Regions from separate parts of the Mus musculus genome. Here region 2 is linked to region 1. Evidence: chromatin contacts called from public Hi-C data. All regions are on one chromosome and are shown on one strand. The core of a region is the stretch at or near the end of the contact, and the rest is flanking DNA. Distances in the headings are between cores, read along the strand shown. Region 1 has its middle 37 kb from the start of Gm33959. Region 2 overlaps Gm38761 (a long non-coding RNA gene).

What was found. Hi-C and Micro-C count contacts between places; a contact is called where the count stands out from the background.
Region 2: a contact with region 1 is called in a Hi-C map of embryonic stem cells, with 1.7 times the contacts expected there. The contact joins two enhancer-like sites. A contact is called at or near these places in 7 of 484 Hi-C or Micro-C datasets (the 3T3-L1 cell line, 3T3-L1-derived adipocytes and embryonic stem cells), 1 of 115 datasets of contacts at active chromatin or transcription factors (embryonic stem cells) and 4 of 9 other capture datasets (adipose tissue, embryonic stem cells, liver and 1 more).

Annotation. Positions count from the first base shown.
Region 1 is chr6:4,548,390-4,552,075 of GRCm38.p6, forward strand. No RefSeq gene overlaps it. Among named protein-coding and RNA genes, the nearest start is that of Gm33959, 37 kb to the right of the region's middle. Within about 2 kb of position 2,317, at least 24 of the 459 cell types and tissues checked have an H3K27ac peak or open chromatin away from gene starts, as enhancers often do. A contact at or near this core is called in embryonic stem cells, where this site is marked.
Region 2 is chr6:4,656,641-4,660,376 of GRCm38.p6, forward strand. The region is part of intron 1 of Gm38761 (a long non-coding RNA gene); the gene reads left to right. Among named protein-coding and RNA genes, the nearest start is that of Gm38761, 4.0 kb to the left of the region's middle. Within about 2 kb of position 2,416, at least 5 of the 459 cell types and tissues checked have an H3K27ac peak or open chromatin away from gene starts, as enhancers often do. A contact at or near this core is called in embryonic stem cells, where this site is marked.

The DNA.
Region 1 (3,686 bases), core at 1,067-3,566:
TTAATCAGAGTAGCAAGATAATTCTCACATACTCTGGAAATCCAGGTATGCTGTTGTCCCCACATTCTAAGATGGTCCTGTACTTTTCTCCCACAATATTTAGGACGGTAGCACTCAGAGTGTGGACTCTCTAAGCGGCTTTAAAAAGAGAACATGTAACAGCTCATTGAACACGTGAGCAATTAATTTTGGAACAGTTGCAGTATTACAAATGTGATTACTTATTGCAAACCCAATTAATCCAGTCAGGAGGAATGTTAATTACAAAGGAGTGTGAAAATTAGCATGAGTGCATGACTAAGTGCCCAAATTTTAGCTTATTATATTGTCTGCTAATTTACTTTCAGGGTCCTTCTTGGGGAAGTCTCATGAATGTTTGTGCACATGAACGATAAGGAAACATTAGTCCTCACACCAGCCTTGATTAAATCATCTTGGGACTTTCCCAATTAGAAAAACTCACAGCTTTAGAAATGGCTACCCTGGCATTTTAAATAGAGTTACTGAAATTTGCATCCAAGAATGTGTTAATGACATCAAATATTTACAAGTAACATTTTTACTACTCAAGTAATGGTCTTGAAGCTACATGGTTAGCTATTAGCTACTTGGAGTTAACAAAATCATCGATCTTCTTCTACTTGCCCCACACAAGACCTTCAGGGAAAGCCACAACTCCTATCTCCCTCCCATCTCCAGAGGGCGCTTCAATTCACCCAAAACCTTGAAATGGCTAACAGCCACTCACAGCATTACTCCAAGAAGGTAGGAAAAAGCCCAGAATGAGATAGGCAGGAAAATGAAACACAAAGCAAGTCAGAGCGTAACCGATTTTAAAAAATGAAATGAAATAAAACTCAAAACAGTAATCTCATTTCTTGTCTGAGCAATGAAATATGAATCAAAACGAATCCAGATATAATAGAGAGCAATTGGGAAGGTGGCCAAGCTCCCACGAAACCAGCCCTCCAACAGAAAATTTACTAGGGTTGTGTGTTGGTGACCAACCCCTTCTAGATATAAGGGTAAATCAAGGGGGAAAGTCTAGCTAAGTTGATGTGCTCGGCTTCTCCCTTGTGAGAATTTAAGCCTGGGAGGAGAGAACAGTGGAGCTGTTGATGAGAAGGCAAACCAAAGGAGATAATCAACGATGACTATCAGCCCCACACCAAGCGTCCCTGGGCAGCACTAGGCTTGGTGGTGTTTCTTAAACTCAAATAATCATTTGGAATCTTCTCACCAGCGTCCCTTTGTGCTTAAGTGAGAAAAATTTCTTGATGTTGAACAAAACAAAAGTATCTTAAAATAGTCAGAATATAGACTACAAGAGAGTATCCAAGCAAGCAGAAACAAGAACCGACCTTTGAGATGGTTGCAAAGATAAAGCACCTGGGAAAAGAGCATTTGGGGGAATAATGGATGTTTGTCATTTGTTCATTTACTGAGAGCCAGGGAGGCACTGACGGCATTTGTCCCTCACTATCTGCTCAAAGATGTTTATATAATGATAGCAAACAGCCTTGAAAGACAGAGATAGTGTTTGTCTCCAGAGCAAAGAGCAAGTGCCTGTCCAGTATGTCAAAGATAATGTCTCTCTCCAGGACACATCACACAGGTTGGCTCACAGCACATTGTAAAAGACTTAGCTTCCAGATGAGGTATTACTCAACTGTGACACGTCCACTTGGGTTACTCAACCATGGTCCCTGTGGGACGTGAGGGGCAAAGAACCCTAAAGCAAGCATAAAGCTCACATTCCTTGCCTTCTTGAAATAAAGTCTTTCATCTATGTGACCCCAGGAGTCACATGTCTATGTCAGCATTTATTAAACGGTGGCAGGCCAATATCTTAGCGTCAGAAATCTAGAAAATGTTCAGGCCCTTCACGGTTTGTTACAAACATTGCAAATAATTCATCTCAGAATGAAGCCTCTTTTACTCTGTATTCCTGTCTTTCAAGTTGCCTAGCAACTCCCTGGTCACCATCGATCTAACAATCTGCAGTCACCATGCCATGTAGAAAAGTGTGACGCAACCATTTGCTTCTGGAGATTGCTTGAGTTCTCTTCTCTGCCTAACAACCACTGCAGACATTAGCGAGCTTGATAATTTTATGTTGAGCTATTGTTATTTGAGAGCAGTAGCCATGAAAACGACCGTACAGTGCCATGTTCATACAGTTACAGTAGCTGATATTCAAATCCATAGCCAACTTTTGTTTGTTCCATCTGTTTTATTGACTGGTAGATACCAGAGACCCACTTGGAGAAGTTCAAGCCAGGGAGCATGCATAGGGAAATGAGCTCAGGACATCCTGCTGTGATCAATTCCTTTGTTCAGGCCATAATGTAGCTCCAGGGAGCTCCCTAGCAGGAACTTGTGACTTTTCAGCCCTCTCTTCCACAAGCTCCACCTTTTATCTGGTTTGTCTTCCTCCTGTGTATTTGTTCTTCAAATTTGGCTATTATAAAATTTTATCCCTCTTCTAATTCTGTGAAAAGGATTCAGTCTCGCTCACACAGCCCCAGCAACCTCTAGATTGGTATCTTTTGAGTTAGACAGCCCTTCCTAAACATCCACAGATTACTAAACATGGCTACCTGGACAACGGAGGGCATAGTAAGGCAATCTTTAAGGAGATGAAGCTGTGGAAGCAACAGCACAAGTACCAGCTCGAGTACCAAAGCCTCTGTGTTCTAGGTAAAATAGAAACAGCCCCGAATTCAGATGTTCAATGTGAACACTCATGTGCCCTTCTCCCAATCTTCCCATTTCCTGTCTCTTCTGAAAAAAAAAATACATATTTGTCTCCACAAATGCGAAAATTCTGTCTTCTCATTAAATCTTAAAATACAAACAGGTCTTAGATGGACATTTTTAAAAAGTTTGGCAGTGAGGCAGATCCAAAGAACACGACACACCATAGGGAAGCAGAATGCTGAAATACAAAAGAAGAAAGGTACAACTACTTTAGTAAAGTCAGAGAATAAGCCGGGATATCGGAGAAAGCTTGTACTTCCAGCACCTCGTACACAGAGGCAGGAGGGTAGCAAGTTCAAGGTCAGCCATGGCTAAACTAAGGACATCGTCTCAAAAAAATTAAGATGAAAAGAAAACAGAGAGACAAGAAGAGAAGGATACAGGAAAAGACAGAGAAATGAAAGGAGGAAGAGTTAGTAAGGGGAGAAAGGAAGGGAAGAGATTAAAGGTCAGAAAGCCCAGAGAACAAAGATCCCATGGCTATACTTCTTTGTAAAAAATAAATAAATAAAAAAGTTCTGACAAGAATTTAGGCAAAAGGTGTCTTCATATACAATTACAGTAAGCATTAACGAGTTCAAATTTTTTGGAAAGAAACTACCAGTAAAGAGCTAAAAGCTTAAAAGTGATTATATTTCTAACACATTTTATTTCACACCCTACATGTTGGTAAGGGGCAAATCTTTGGTTTTTCAAAAGTGTTTTGCTCACAGAGCCTGTAAGACAGTCTTGGCATAAAGGAGTGTGACTCTAGCTTTCTCTCCACTGCTTGGTCCAGAGCAGCTTCCAGCTGAAGGCCAGAATGGCTTGTCCAGAGCATCCTATACCACAGCGGGCCAACCCCACTGTCCAGAACATCACACATCTGAAGGCAAGGGGTGCACATCACAGAAACACCACAGGAAGCCCAGGCAGCTGCTAGCTTT
Region 2 (3,736 bases), core at 1,166-3,665, 110 kb after region 1:
ATCTCTGACCTAATTAAAGATAAATTCATAATTTAACAGAATTATTAGGAGGTCATGGAAACTTTCAGTGTTAAAGCCAGGGTGAAGTGAAACATTGGAGGATGGATCCAGCTGTTCTTGGACTCTACAGCTGTGAGCCAGAACAAATCTCTCTTCCATTAACCAAGTTGATTGGATATTATCTTTAATAATGTGGAAACATGACAAATGAAGATAACACAAAACCACATTTTGGAGCACTGGAAGATGGCTAAAGTCTTATCTGCCATTACCCCAAGTATAAGAATTGTGTGTAACTTACCATCATAGCCAGTGAAAAGGTCTATAGACTGTCTTCCATTCACACTTATCTCTATGATAGTTCTTGCCACATGGGCAAAGGATCCAACTGAGGGTAACCCAGAATCCAGGTAAATTCTACGGCTACTACTCACAGGATAGGCTTTGAGTGGATCCCTGAAACTGATAAACTCATTCTAGCCAGAACCTTATTTATTTCATCCCTGGGTGGCCCACCTCCACCTCCACAGCTGTCGTGATACTTTGGGTCTCTAGGTATCAATGTCAAATTTTCTTCAAATGCCTGGTTATTTCTTTCTTTCACTGAAGCAACGGCATGCGTGTTTAATGTCCATAGAACTGTATGAGGAAAAGACAAGATATTTTTACATTCAGTGGGTTCCCGATCTGAGTACTTAAAGACCTCTGGAGCTAACATTCAGGTCACTAAATCCTGAAATTACTTCTCAGCTGTGTTGCTTTTGCATCTCAGGATATGAGGTCCTCTCTGGAAGTTCCCAAATAGACACTGCAGCTTTAAAACCTAGTCTATGGCTGTTAACTGCCCAGAATTCCTCTACATCGTCTACAGAACTCTCTTCACTGTCCTTATTCTTCTTGAAACTTTCAAAAGTCCCAATTATCACACTTGTAAAAGCTCTTTCCTCCTCTAGGACATTTGATCAAATCAACCTCCGGGAAAGCTTTGGCAATTATATTAGCATCTTATGCTGAGTAGCCATGATCCATGTTCTACTTAATAATGGCTCTTCATTGACAATTGAACAGAATACTCTGGCCTCCTAACGTAACTTCATTTTTACCATCTATCTTCTCAAACTTCTCTAGCTGCCTGCTGTGTACCCAGAAAGCAAAAGGAATTAGATGTCTAAAAGATCGGCTATGGGAAATACTTGTGAAAAAGAAGGGAGAAATGACATAGCAGGGGTCCACAGACAAAGCCCCTTTGCAGGCTGTGACATTTACACACAGAACAGTGTGTGTGCCAGGATCCTTAAGAAGATGTGTCACAACAGTGTCAAGAAATCATAGTGAGGGTGGTGGGGACCCTAGAACTAAGACTGTCCATCAGAGATGCCAAGTATTGAAAAGGTGTATGGTCAGTTAATACCTTTGTCATGCCTGGCCGTGGCTGGGATCAGTAGTCACAGACAGACAGAACTTCTAATAACACCAAGGCTGTTCCCAAGGTTTAAAGTGGGGGTTATCTGTCCACTGCCATCCTATATAGTGCATTTATAGCCGGCATCTCAGAGCAACACTTCCAGGACAATCGCAATAACCTACCTTGGCTGAGTACTTAAAGATCTCTGGAGCTAACATACAAGTTACTAAAGCCTGAAAACAAAAATAAAAAATTAAGGGATCATTTATAGTTAATAATAATGATAAACCAGAATTTACAATTAAATTCTCATGCTCCATGCAAAAAACAGAAAAAAAAAACAGGGATAGTCATATGTATGTGAAAATTAATAATACAGAGAACACAGTATTTTAATAAGCAAAGAATGGAGGGAGACAAAATATAATTTAATTTTAATCTCCGATGCAGAAAGAATGGCTTAGTCATACAAACAAAAGAAAATAAAATTCACACAATCATAATTTCTCTTAGTCAAAAAAAAAAAAAAAACAAAATTAAAAAGCAAAGTAGAAAAAAAGTTTAATGTGCTTACTTTTAATATCCTTATATAAGGATTTTAAAATTATTTTAATCAAGGTGTTGTCTAACTTGTGGCTGCTGCTTTCTAGTGTGTACGGCAGCATAGAACAGTTCATTTCAGCGCATTGGTTTTCATTTCATAACTAGCTAACTCAGAAAGAACTCGGATCACAGCAAAGCTAGTCGTTCTCAGTAGCCTACTGACACTTTGTGTTTACGTCACTTTTTTTTTTTCCTTTTGAAATGTGCTACTGTGGGCTTTCTGTGACACTGTCTGTGTTGTCTGGGACCCCGCCAATGTAGGTATGAATGTCCAGAGCCCCGACTGTCCGTGACTGAGAGCAAATTCTAAGGTCTTCCTGTAAAAACTACCAGCCCTTAGTGCTTCCCGCAGCTCAATCACGGTGTGCAATCACGGTGTGCAAGAAAGATGGCCGTTCTGGTGAGGGTTTTAGCGTGCAGACAAAAGCTTTCTGTCACCCTGTGTCCCTCTAGCAGCTCACGCCTACATTTGCTAAGTCAGTGAGCCAAAAGCGATATGGCTGACACTGGCCGGAGTTTTGCACTTTCACGGATGTGCTGATAGCTTGCTTTTGAGTCTTACTTAGTCATTGTGAATTATTTTTCTCTTCTGTGTTGTAATCGTCTAGTTTTTAATTCTTTTCTACGGCCTTGAGTCTTCCGTGCCAGGCCCGGGGTTCCATAGTTTTCCACAGTTCTAATCCGAGCAGGACTGTGAGTAAGAGCGGACATTTTAGGAGACAGAAACTTAAATCGCAGTGATCCCGCCACGAAGCGGGAGTGCATGCTTCATTTACAGGAAGAATCTAGCCATTAAAATAAAAAAATAAAAAAAAAATCAGTGGAGAGATCGGTCTATCACTCGGTGAGATCAGAAAGAAGGTTCCAGAGGGTCGGCATTCCTCGCGGAGCCTCCAGGGTTCTGGTTATCTTTAAAAGCCAGAGGAGACAGAAAGTCTGCTGAGATGGGAAGGTATGCGGGAGCCACCACCTGCCACTAACCTCTCTCCCAAGATCAAGACACTTGGCTGTGTAGTTACCAGCACCGGTCACTAACTTCTTCCAAGGACAAAATGTTTGGTTATGTATTTATTGTTATATGGAAATAGATTTTGGTAGTTCAAAATGTAAAACGTCCTAAGGAGAAGTAGCACAAAGTTTCAGGTTTTCCTGGTTTGCCCAGTTCTTGTGCTTTCTACCACCCAACTACAAGGAATCCTGTCTCTTAGCTTCTTGTGTTCTTGAAAATTTGTTTCAAAGATGGCAAAGAAAATTGCTATTTTTTTCCCCTCCTAACATAAAACATACCAGAGTTTTGAGCTTTTTCTCACCTAAAAATATTCCTTAGTGTCTTTCTCTATTAAGATACTACCTTTCCATTGTAGGGGGGGGGGGGGGAGAGAAAGTGAGCAAGAAAGACAGAGAATATGTGTGAGAGTGAGTGTGAGTGTGTGTGTGTGTGTGTGTGTGTGTGTGTGTGTGTGAGAGAGAGAGTGTGTGAGTGAGTGTGTGTGTGAGAGAGAGAGTGTGAGTGAGTGTGTGTGTGTGTGAGTGAGTGTGAGTGTGTGTGTGTGTGTGTGAGTGAGTGTGAGTGTATGTGTGTGTGTGTGTGTGTGTGTGTGTGTGTGTGTGTGTGTGTGTGTGTGTCTGTGGAAGGACAACTTTCCGGTGCCATCCACTTTGGTTTTCTGAGATGAGATCTCTCTGTGCCTGGAACTGGCCAGGTTAGAGCAGCTGGCCAGTCATCTA